2 separate regions of the Sus scrofa genome follow, and region 1 is linked to region 2. Evidence: chromatin contacts called from public Hi-C data. All regions are on one chromosome and are shown on one strand. The core of a region is the stretch at or near the end of the contact, and the rest is flanking DNA. Distances in the headings are between cores, read along the strand shown.

Region 1 (5,792 bases), core at 1,057-3,556, 290 kb before region 2:
TCAGCTTGGATCTGGTGTTGCTGTGGCTGTGGTGGAGGCCGGCAGCTGTAGTTCTGATTCAGCCCCTAACCTGGGAACCCGGGCGGCCCTAAAAAGCAAAAAAGCAAAAAAAAAATAATAATAATAATCCAGCCCCCTTAGAATGAAGAGCAGGACCCCCTGCCTTCCCCCACACTGTGACCTCATGCTCCATAAATAGCCACAGTGAGTGGCTTTCAGCTCCTATTGCAGGCGGTGTGTGACCATGCCTGTCTGCCCCTGCATTTGCCTCTCAGCTGCCCAGCCCTGACTGCCCCCCAACACACACACCCCTCCCACAGGCATGGCCAGACCCTCCTGTGATCTCTTCCACACGCGTGTGCCTCGGCTGTGCTACTCCTCACACCATCTCCTGGCCCATCTCCTGACCCACCCTGAGCTCCTTGAACTTAAGACTGTGGCTTCCCTCTGTATTTGTGGGGCTGGGCCCCCGGCCCTGGCGTGGCCTTGGGTAAATGAATGGACGGGGCTCTGGGCCTCGGAGCCCACAGTCCTCCGGAAAGGCAGGAACGTGGAGCCAGTTCTCTGAGTGCTGTCTCCTGGTCCCCAGGGTGGCCAAGCCGACCTGACAGCCTGGCAGGACTGACTTTGAACCAGAGGAAGTCAATACTTCTCTGGAAAGGTCGCCTCGCTGAGAAGGCCCAGCTGTAGGCTCCAGGGAGGAGAGCAGGCTGAACAGAATGCTGAGCTCATCCCTTTCTTGTCCTCAGTGCTCTTCTGTCCATGACATATATCGATCATTTTTCCTGGCTACAAAAGGATGCATAGTCATTGTGGAAAGTCGCTGGGGAGGATTAGCTGTTCCTGCTGTGGCGCAGTGGGTTAAAGGATCCAGTGTTGCTGCAGCTGTGGTGCAGGCCTCAGCCGAGGCTCAGATTCAATCCCTGGCCCAGGAATTCCATATGCTGTGGATGCAGCCAAAAAACAAGAAAAAGAAAAAAAAAAGAAGAAGAAGAAGAAGAAGAAAGTCATTGGGAAAGATTAGAAACAGCAGAAGAGCTTAGAGATTCCTATCTCATAGTTGGAGTAACTGTTACCTTGTGTTAATTGCTTTTCTTTCTTTTTTTTTTTTTTTTTTTGTCTTTTTAGGGCCACACCCACAGTATATGAAGGTTCCCAGGCTAGGGGTCCAATCGGAGCTGTAGCCGCTGGCCTACACCACAGTCACAGCAACACGGGATCTGAGCTGCGTCTGCAACCTACACCTCACACAGCTCGTGGCAATGCCGGATCCTTAAGCCACTGAGCGAGGCCAGGGATCAAACCTGCGTCCTCATGGATGGTAGTCAGTTTCGTTAACCAATGAGCCACGACAGAAACTCCTATCTTCTGTTAATTTCCCAGCAGCCCTTGAATACTTACGTATTTCTATTATAAAGTTGAGACCATACAGTGTAACATTTTAATATCCTTTTAAAAAAAAAAATGCTATGGCTGCTCCTGTGACATATGAGGGCAGAGACTGAATCTGGGCCTGAGCCGCTGCAGTGCCAATGCCAAGTCCCCAGCCCTCTGTGCCACAAGAGAACTCCAGTGTGCCCTCATTTTTTTTTTTTTTATCCGCTTTTTACTGTTGGACATTGGTTTCTCATGTTTGCTGTTAATTATAACAGCAAACATTGACTGAGTTTCTTCCAGGTTCCATGTCAAGTGGCACATAACATTAGCCCAGGGAATCAGGCAGGAGCTGTCCCAGGCCCACTTTCACGAGTAGAAAACTGGCCCGGGCAGTGACAGGTTCAAGGCCATGGAACAGGTCATGCAGGTCCAGGGTGTGGCCAGCAGAGAACGTCCAGGAGAGGCTTACGGGCCATGTGCGTTTCTAAGCAGAACAGCGTTCTAGCTGAGGAGCAGGCGTCACATAGGCAATCGGCACAGCGTGCCAGGAGGGCACGAAACACTGGAAGGGTTTTCTGCTGCCTTGTTATTCTGGGTCTTCACCTCCAGGCGCCTTTGAACGTGCTAGTCGCCTTTGAGCTCCGGTCTCTCCCTGCCCCAGCTCCGCACAGAGGACAGACGCCCTGCAAGGGCCAGTTCCAGGTCCCCAGTGCCCTTGGCAAAGGCCTCTGTGTGGCCGGTCTCCCGTGGAAATGCCACCCTCATGCTGTGACTGGTATAGACCCTGGGCCAGCCATCCCGGGGCGCAAGGGACCCCGTCTAGACGTGGCCCATTTCATTAAGGAAGCCCTCGTCCTTTCTCTTCCCTGCTTCTTGGCCCTGGAGCGGCAGTGCTGGCACGGGGGCTCCTCAGGCCTGTTCCAGCCTCTGATCACACTCTTGCTTGGCGAGACTTTCCAGGGAAGGTCCCCGGCCTGAGCCAGCTGGGCGGTCCCAGGGCTCTGCCGGCTTTCCCCCTCGGAAGCCAAGGCTGCCGGCTCAGGCTCTGCTGCTGCCAGAGAGCCTAAAATAGGTCATTTGGTCTCAGGGTTACACCACAGACCTTGTTAAAATAGCTGTGGTCTTGGGCAACCCAGCATGGAGCCAGCGGCCAAGGGGAAGGCCACCCGTTGCAGACACTTCCAGAGACCCAGCAGGCTCCCCCCTCTGCTCATCACCCTGCTTGACCCTCTCAGCGGCCTGTGGGTCGGGGTGCTGGCACGAGCTGGCCTTCTTCCTGGAATGCTCGCCCATGCCTCTGGCCCCTGCCCTTTCACTGCCTCCATGCCACCCTCTGTGCCCACCCGGGTCGGCCCGGCTTCCTCTTCTCGTTCTAGAACTGCCTGCGGATCTGTCCACATCATGTCAGGAGCCCCGCTGGGCTGGGCTCTGCTGTGTGTGCCGTCTCGCATTTGGCCATGGTCCAGCTGTGGCACAGAGCAGGGGTCTGTCGGGTCCTTTGGAGACCTCCGAGGCTCCCTCTGTGTGGGGACCGGCTGCCAGGGGTTCTGAGAGCCCCTCTGCCCACGTGCGGCTCCGAGGCTTCTCTCAGAGGTGCCAGGTGATCACCAGCTCTGGACTGAAATTACAGTCAGGCCCCGGGAGAATTCACCCGGTGGGATGGGAAGCTAATCATTTTTAACGTTAATCAACACTTCCATGAGAATTCCCTGGAACCTAGTGATAGTAACATTGGACCAAAAAAAATCTCATATACGTTGAATCCAACTGAAAACTCAACCAGAAGGACTTGGTATGTGAGAACCTGCATCACAGAAAAAGAAAAAAGCATCCAGGAGCTCCCCCAGTGGTTCAGTGGGTTAAGGACCTGGTGTTGTCGCGGCTGTAGTTCGGTTCAGTGCTGTGGTGTAGTTTTAGTCCCTAGCCTGGGAACCTCCGCATCCCTAGGGCATGGCCAAAAAAGAAACAAACAAGCAAACAAAAAACAACCCCAAGAAAAGGTGAGGGTGGGGCTGAAGAGCAGAGCTGGCCGCTCCTTACAGCATCTGGTTCTGGCCTGCGCCTGGCTGCCTTCACCCGCCTTGGCGTGATGGGTCCTGTCCTGTTGAGCTGAGAGCAGGGGCCTCCAAGCCCTTGCGCACCTCTGCACCCACCTCCCAACACCCCGGCAGAGGCAGACCACTCTCCCAGAGAAGAGCATCAGGGGCCGCTCAGGCCAGCGATGGCACAGTCCTGCTCATACCAGGCCGTTGATCTGACAGCCCCCAACCTCGAGCTGCTGGCCCAGCAGGACGGACACGGGAACGGACACGTAAAGAACTTTAGGTGCGTCGTGGCTCAGTGGTAACAAACCCAACTAGTATCCATGAGGACGCGGGTTCTATCCCTGGCCTCGCTCAGTGGGTTAAGGATCTGGAGTTGGCGTGAGCTGTGGTGTAGGTCACAGATGCAGCTTGGATGCTGCGTTGCCATGGCTGTGGGGTAGGCCGATTCAGCCCCTAGCCTAGGAACTTCCATGTGCCATGGGTGTGGCCCTAAAAAAGACAAATAATAATAATAATAAAGTCAGTGGTGACTTTTCCCTGTCGGTGTCTGTGGATCCTGGCTGGAGGCAGATAGCTGGGGGCCAGGGATTAAATGGGCGGTGAGGACTCAGGGGCAGGAATGATGCTGCTTTCAGAATGCTGGCTGAGAAGGGACAGCAGCTCAGGGGTGGGGACCATGTGTAGCATCGAGTTCTTGGAGTGCAGGCCACAGACCACACCTAAATTACAGAGAGCACGTGCCAAAATGCAGGCACCAGGGCACATCATCCATCCCACCCCTGATGATTAGAGAGGCTGCCGGGAGAGCCTGGGAACCTGCATTTGAAAGAAGTCCCTGGAGGAGTTCCCGTTGTGGCTCAGTCGGTTAAGAATCCAACTAGTTTTCATGAGAATGCAGCTTCAGTCCCTGGTCCTGCTCATTGGGTTAAGGATCTGGCATTGCCATGAGCTGCAGTGTAGGTCATAGACGCGGCTCAGATCCCATGTCGCTGTGGCTGTGGCATAGGCCTCAGCTGCAGCTCCAATGTAGCCCCTAGCCCCATAACCCCATAGGTTCTATATGCTGCAGTTGCAGCCATAAAAAGAAAAGAAAAGAAAGGAAGAAAGAAAGAAATGAGCCCCCAGGGTGGTTGTGACACCCACCAGAATTTGCGACTATGCCAGGACTAGGCAAAGACCCCTGGAGGGACCCACCTGTCCCCGGATTCCGTCCCTTCTCTGCTCAGGCGAGCTCTGTGGTCCAGGAGGTGGGTGGAGGCAGGAAACCTGAGTGAGGATAACGGGTACCTCACCTGGGAAAACCCCCCCCCGGGGTAGGATGTGCATGTTGCCTCAGTGGGTGTCAGGGGTGAGGTGACCCGGGGAGGATGGGATGGAGCAGCGCAGGTGTGATGCTTGATGCTCCTGGGCAGTCCCATGGGCGGGGTTGGTGTGTTCTGCTGACGAGGAAATGGAGGCCCAGGTAGGCAGGGTCAGACCCAGGCCCAGGTACCAGAGTCCACCAAAGGAGCCCAAGCCTGGGGAGGCCCTGGCTGGTCTGTCGGAAGGCCCAGGGCCTCTATTGGGAGCTGCCTCCGCACCTCAGGCCATGTGCTCCACCTTCTGGCAGCCAGTGCCTGGCGATGTGGTTGTCAGCCTGGAGCCCTGTCAGCGCCACCAAGCCTGGAGCCTACTTTGGCTGCTGAGACCTTGGTGGATCCGAGATGCTGTCCCCATGGCAACCAGTGTCGTGCTGTCTCTGGGCACAAGCCATCCTCCGGGAACTTTGGGCATCAGAGCTGAGGTGTACAGAACCTCAGGCTTCTAGGCTGCGGCTGCAAAAAATAGCGCATGCCACCCAGCGGGCCTGGGTTTGTCCAGGGGGAGGCCTGGTCCAGGCGGGTGCTGAGGCTCTTCCCCGTGGAAACTGCTGCCCTTGGAGGAGTGTCTGGGACCTGTTTACCTGGGAGCCTTGCCTCCTGGCTCATCTCCCCAGAGCTGATACCGGAGCCGTGTGGTTTCAGGGAGCTGGGGAGCCAGGTAGCAGGAGTGAGTTCTTATGGGCAGCACAATAATGAGTCCTTGGGGCGAGGAGGAAGAACCAAATCCAAAAATCTCATGGTCGGGAAGGGGCAGACCCGGAATGGAGCCACTTGGATGCTCTGGAGCATGTGGCTGTGTCTCCTCTCCCGCTGGTCGGCCGTGTGCATGGAGCTTCCACGGGGACCTGGCAGGTCGAATTCCCTGGACGGTTTTGGAGAACTTCTGCCAAAGGTCACTCCTAACGTTAACCTCCAGCAGGAATTCGGAGACTCCGGGTAGCAGGAGTGAATTTCTAAGTTTTTCAGGCCCCGGTCATTTGCCCTCTTTAGGAAGGAGGTCAGGAGGTCA
Region 2 (5,951 bases), core at 1,744-4,243:
GGAAACCATACGCTTCTGGACCACAAGGGTTGTGCCAGCGTGATAAGACTCGGAGCATCAGGAAGCTGCTCCCTGGACAGCCACTCAGCTGGCTCTGCTCAGGAACACAGCCCTCTCGGTAGGAGGACCTGCCCCCCACCCCCATTCTCAAACATCAGCTTACCTCCTGCCTGAGGGGCTTGAGCTGCCTGAACAAAGTACCAGGCTGGGTGGCTTAAACCACAGAGACTGATTTTCTCGCCGTCCTGGAGGCCGGACATCCGGGGCCAAGGTGCTGGAGGGTTGGTTTCTCCTGTGGCCTCTCTCCTTGGCTTGCAGGTGGCCACCTGTCCCTGTGTCCTCCCCTGGCCGTCCCTCTGCGTGTGTGTCCCTCCCTGGGGTCTCCCCTTCTTCTTAGGACACCAGAATGGGAGTCCATCTATTGAATGGGAGCCCACCTCTATGACCCCACACACTGGGAACCGCATCTATAAAGGCCCTGACTGCAAATACAGCCACATTCTGAGGTCTCTGGGGGTTAGGACATCTGAGCCCACCTCCAGCCAAGTTCTCCTGCCGAGTTTAAGGTTAACCTCTCTATCCAAAACTTTAATCACTTTCTTGTCCCATCCCCTGTTCCCCTCAGAGTCGAGGAGTGGTTAAGGAAAGCGGGGACTGAAACTAAGCAGGACACTTCAGAGTCCTCCTGGGTCCCAAAGCCACTCCATGTCCCTGTTACTTTCTTTCTTTTTCTTTTTCTTTCTTTCTTTCTTTCTTTCTTTCTTTCTTTCTTTCTTTCTTTCTTTCTTTCTTTCTTTCTCTTTCTTTCTTTCTTTCTTTCTTTCTTTCTTTCTTCCTTCCTTCCTTCCTTCCTTCCTTCCTTCCTTCCTTCCTTCCTTCCAAGGGCCGCACCCATGGCATATGGAGTTTCCTAGGCTAGGGGAACACCACAGCCACAGCAACGCTAGATCTGAGTGGCATGTGCAACCTACACCACAGTTCACAGCAATGCCGGATCCTTAACCCACTGAGCAATGCCAGGGACTGAACCTCCATCCTCAGGGATACAAGTCAGGTTTGTTAACCCCTGAGCCGCAGTGGGAACTCCTTTTCCTTCTTTCTTTTGGCTGTGTCCTCAGCATATGGAAGTTCCCAGCCAGGGATCCAATCTGCACCACAGCAGCAACCCGAGCTACAGTAGTGACAATGCTGGATCCTTCACCCCCTGCACCCCCAGGGAACTCTATGTCCCCTGTTTCTTGTTTATAGAAGAAAAGCTTTAGTCTCCTAGGCTTCCCCAAGTTCCAAAGAACAGACTCCTGCTGTTAATAATTAGTCCCGGGCCTGCTAGTTCCTCCTGAAGGGACAGAGAGGACAATCTGATGTTATCTTTGAGTCATTCTGCAGAAATGAAGACCCCGCCTAGTGGAGGATGCTGACCACAGGCTGACAAACACTAGATCCCAGACTGGTGGGAACCAGAGGCTGATAATTAAGATTCTGGAAACATCATCCTATTACCTCACCACCAATCAGGAGTTCCCCTTGTGGCTCAGTGGGTTAGGAACTGGACCAGTGTCCATGAAGATGCCGGTTCGATCCCTGGCCCCGCTCAGTGGGTTAAGGATCTGGCGTTGCCATGAGCTGTGGTGTAGATGGCAGACGAAGCTCTCATCCTGTGTTGCTATGGCTGTGGTATAGGCCAGTAGCTACAGCTCTGATTCAACTCCTAGTCTGAGGACTTCCATATGTGGCAGGTGCAGCACTAAAAAGAAAAGAAAAAGAAAAGAGACATTGGGGCAGGACTCTCAGAACTGTTGGCTTCACTGGTCCCTGCTGATCTGCCCTCCTCTAGATGAAGCTGGAAGCCTGGAGCCCACCTGGGCCTGACTCCAAGCGCCTGTATCCTCCAGGTGGCTGCTCCACGTGGGCTCACAAGGATAGGCTGACCCTCAGTCTGCTCCTTCCCTGCCTGCCACTCCCGAGCCACAGACAGTTCAACTTTTTTCTTTTCTTATCTTTTTTTTCAGGGCCAAACATGTGGCACATGGAGGTTCCCAGGCTATGGGTCAAACCAAAACTATAGCCACCGGCCTGCACCACAGCCACAGGAACGCGAGATCCAAGCCACCTCTGTGACTTACACCACACCTCACGGCAATGCCGGATCCTTAACCCACTGATCGAGGCCAGGGATCGAATCTGCATCCTCACGGATACTAGCTGGGTTCGTCGTTACCACAGAGCCATGATGGGAACTCCTGATATAGATTTTGATCCCTCTAAGAGGTGAAGCATGACTCCCGCCCAGGAAGCAGGGGCTGCACCCAGCGACTACAGAAGGAGTTCCCGTCGTGGCGCAGTGGTTAACGAATCCGACTAGGAACAATGAGGTTGCGGGTTCGATCCCTGCCTTTGCTCAGTGGGTTAACGATCTGGCGTGGCCGTGAGTTGTGGTGTAGGTTGCAGATGCGGCTCAGATCCCACGTTGCTGTGGCTCTGGCATAGGCCTGTGCCTATGGCTCCAATTAGACCCCTAGCCTAGGAACCTCCATATGCCGCGGGAGTGGCCCAAGAAATGGCAAAAAGACAAAAAAAAAAAAAAAAAAACAACAAAAAAACCACAAAATCTATATCAATTATTTAGAAGTCGCGCATAAGGGAGATTTCTCTTTCCCTTTGACTGCCGTCTTCAATTTATTTGTATCACAATGGACTCATGGATATTTGTTTCCCACTTTGAGTTGTTAGGAAATACGATTGTTTTTGTTCAAATTGTTCCTACGTTTGCCCTGGGGAGCTCCTTCAGTTGGCTCTGTGTCCCTTTGCCTTAGTGCTGTCACTTTGTGTCAGGGAGCACTTTCTTAACTTTCCGGCTGTAGGAGATGCTCCAGGCTCCTCCCCCAGGCCAGACTCAGCCCCTTCTCCAAGGAGCCCTGGTGTCTGTTACAGAGGAGCATGGGCTTAGGAGCCCAGCTGTGTGTGTTTCTGGCCACTTGGGTGTCGTTGCTTCTAGCCTCTCAAGGGCCAAGGGCATGTGTAAACATAAATAACCCCTGGCTAGACCCATAACCATGATGTCTATATTTACCCACTGACATTTCTGTAAGCTAACTAAACACGAGTTCCTAGCGTCATCTCCCAACGCTGACCCAGTGTCATGTGGTTTGTCCTAGCCTCCTCCCCCACTGCCCCTGTCTTATCTGTAACTGGCTCTCACCCCCCATCATCTCTGTACTCTTTTATTTATCCAGGTGGTTCAGGATTCTTAGCCTGGGCTCGGGGAGAGACAACTTTACCAACAAGAGCAGAGTGCTGCACGCAATCCCTGCCACCCCCCCCACACCGCCTTTCCTTTCTTTTTCGGCTACATCTGCTGTGTATGGAAGTTCCCCAGCCAGGGATTGAATCCTAGCCTCACCTCTGACCTACGTCACAGCTGTGGCAACATCAGATCCTAAAGCCACTGCCCCAGGTGGGGATCGAACCCGGCAAAGCCACAGAGGCAAGCTGGATCATTAACCCACTTCGCCACAGTGGGAACGCCATAGCCCCTTTTGTCTAAAGACTTTGTCTAAAGTCATGGTTACCATTCATTCCCAAAGCTTTATTTTTAATTAAAAAAAAAATTTTTTTTTGTCTTTTTAGGGCCGTACCTGCAGTATATGGAGGTTCCCAGACTAGGGGTCCAATCAGAGCTGTAGCCTCCAGCCTACACCAGAGCCACAGCAACGTGGGATCCGAGCCTCGTCTGCGACCTACACCACCGCTCATGGCAGCGCCGGATCCTTAACCCACTGAGCGAGGCCAGGGATCGAACCTGCAACCTCATGTTCCCAGTCCAAAGATTCGTTAACCACTGCGCCACGACGGGAACTCCCCAAAGCTTTATTTTTTAAAGTTAAAGTATAGTTGATTTTCAATATTGTGCCGACTTCAGCCCCTTTTCTCGCCCACCTCCTTCAGGGCGGTTTCAAACTGCTTCTCTAACACAGTGGGGATTCCACGCTGGGGTCGCTAACATCCTAATTTTTTTTTTTTTTTAATTTGTCCCCGCTAAGTTTCCCTCTGTGCTCTAAAGCCCCAAGAGGCTGACGAGGTACAGTGTCACACACCCACCATCTCAGCACCATTACAGCCCACTTTCACTTCCCCTCCAAACCCCCTGTGCTTCGCCAACTCAGCCCTCCTTCCAGCCCCTCAGTGTCCAGGGATCTGTCTTCCTTTTCCATCTTCTGTGTCTTAACTGAGCTTGACGTTGGCCGTGGCGCCTGCCCACCAGCATCGTTGAAAACCCTTCTCTCCGATTGCCTTGGTTACCTCCCACTGTGGCATCACCTGTCGTCTTCCTTTCTCAGCCAAACCATTTATCTGCCCTCAGCCTGACTTCTCACCTCGCCACTGACACCGCTCCTGCCAAGGTCTCCAATGGCTTCCTTGGTGCCAAACCCAGAGGGCCCTGCGTCCCCTCTGTGGCCACCTCCTGGGGCTGGAAGCCTGAGCCTGTCCTTCTCGCTCTGCGGTGCCACTCCCTCATGACTCATTCCCTCCCGGCCTTAAGAAATGTCCACGTGGACACTTCCCCGCCCCCCCCGGTTTGGAACGTGGGGTCCTCCCACTGAGATGTTCCGGCAGGTGCCTCCGGCACAGCAGGCCCTGAGCCAACCTCGCGCTCTGCTGCCTGCCATGAAACAAGAAGAAACCACCCCAAGGTGGAGAACAAGGAGCTCCCTTTGTGGTGCCGTGGAAACGAATCCGACTAGGAACCATGGGGTTGTGGGTTCGATCCCTGGCCTCGCTCAGTGGATTAAGAATCTGGTGTTGCTGTGGCTGTGGCATAGGCTGGTGGCTGCAGCTCTGATTCAACCCTTAGCCTGGGAACTTCCATATGCCAAGGGTGCGGCCCTAAAAAAGAGCAAAAAAAAAAAAAGGAAAAGAGTCACCACAAAGTGGGGAACAAGAGGAACAAAAATCAATCCAGAAGAAAAAAGTTAAAAAATTAATCAGCTGCCCCGCAGGCAGCCTCCTAAGGTCCTTTTTTCTACCTCTGGCTGCAGGCGCTCTGACTCTGAATCGCTGTCACCATGTAAGGTGAGCTGTAGTGAGCGGTGGAGATGTTTCTGGAAGCCTTTCTTTCTTTCTTTCTTTCTTTTTTTTTGCCCTGCCCACAGCATGCAGAAGTGTCCAGGCCAGGGAAGGAACCCACGCCACAGCAGTCACAACATTGGTCCTTAAACCTCCGAGCCACCAGGGAACTTCCTGGGAGCCTTTTCTGCAATAGCTTAACAGTCACAGACTTGATTACAAGCCTGTAAATATGCTCCAACAAACCCAATTCACCTTCCCCTGACCAGATCCTAAAACATGGCCGGCAGCCATCGTAATGTCCCCTGATGGGAGGGGGAACTCCATGGGTTGTACACCTTAGATGGGTGAATTGTGGGAGCTCCCTTCGTGGCTCAGCGGTTAATGAACCCGACTAGGATCCATGAGGATGTGGGTTCCATCCCTGGCCTCGCTCAATGGGTTAGGGATCCGGCATTGCTGTGGCTGTGGTGTAGGCCGGTGGCTGTAGCTCCAATTTAACCCCTAGCCTGGGAATGTCCATATGCCACAGGTGTGGCCCTAAAAAGAAAAAGGAAAAAAAAAGAAATAGATGGGTGAATGGTATGGTATGTGAATTATAGCTTTTTTTTGTTTTTTGTTTATTTATTTATTTTTTTACTCAAATAAATTTATCACGTCTATATTTGTATAATGATCATAACAATCTGATTTCACAGGATTTCCATCCCAACCAATTTCTTTTTCTTTTTCTTTTTTTTGTCTTTTTGCCTTTTTCTAGGGCCACTCCCGAGACATATGGAGGTTCCCAGGCTAGGGGTCTAATCAGAGCTGTAGCTGCCAGCCTAGGCCAGAGCCACAGCAACGCAGGATCCGAGCCGAGTCTGCGACCCACACCACAGCTCAAC

The links. A called contact is a pair of places that touch in the nucleus more often than the background predicts.
Region 1: a Hi-C map of skeletal muscle shows a contact between it and region 2, with 7 times the contacts expected there. The contact joins two enhancer-like sites. A contact is called at or near these places in 4 of 47 Hi-C or Micro-C datasets (blood, embryonic fibroblasts, heart right ventricle and 1 more) and 1 of 2 datasets of contacts at active chromatin or transcription factors (skeletal muscle).

What each region holds. Positions count from the first base shown.
Region 1 is chr6:70,196,210-70,202,001 of Sscrofa11.1, reverse strand. All of the region lies in intron 3 of CTNNBIP1 (beta-catenin-interacting protein 1), which reads left to right. Among named protein-coding and RNA genes, the nearest start is that of CLSTN1, 34 kb to the right of the region's middle. Within about 2 kb of position 2,306, at least 14 of the 83 cell types and tissues checked have an H3K27ac peak or open chromatin away from gene starts, as enhancers often do. A contact at or near this core is called in skeletal muscle, where this site is marked.
Region 2 is chr6:69,911,108-69,917,058 of Sscrofa11.1, reverse strand. No RefSeq gene overlaps it. Among named protein-coding and RNA genes, the nearest start is that of SLC25A33, 21 kb to the left of the region's middle. Within about 2 kb of position 2,993, at least 9 of the 83 cell types and tissues checked have an H3K27ac peak or open chromatin away from gene starts, as enhancers often do. A contact at or near this core is called in skeletal muscle, where this site is marked.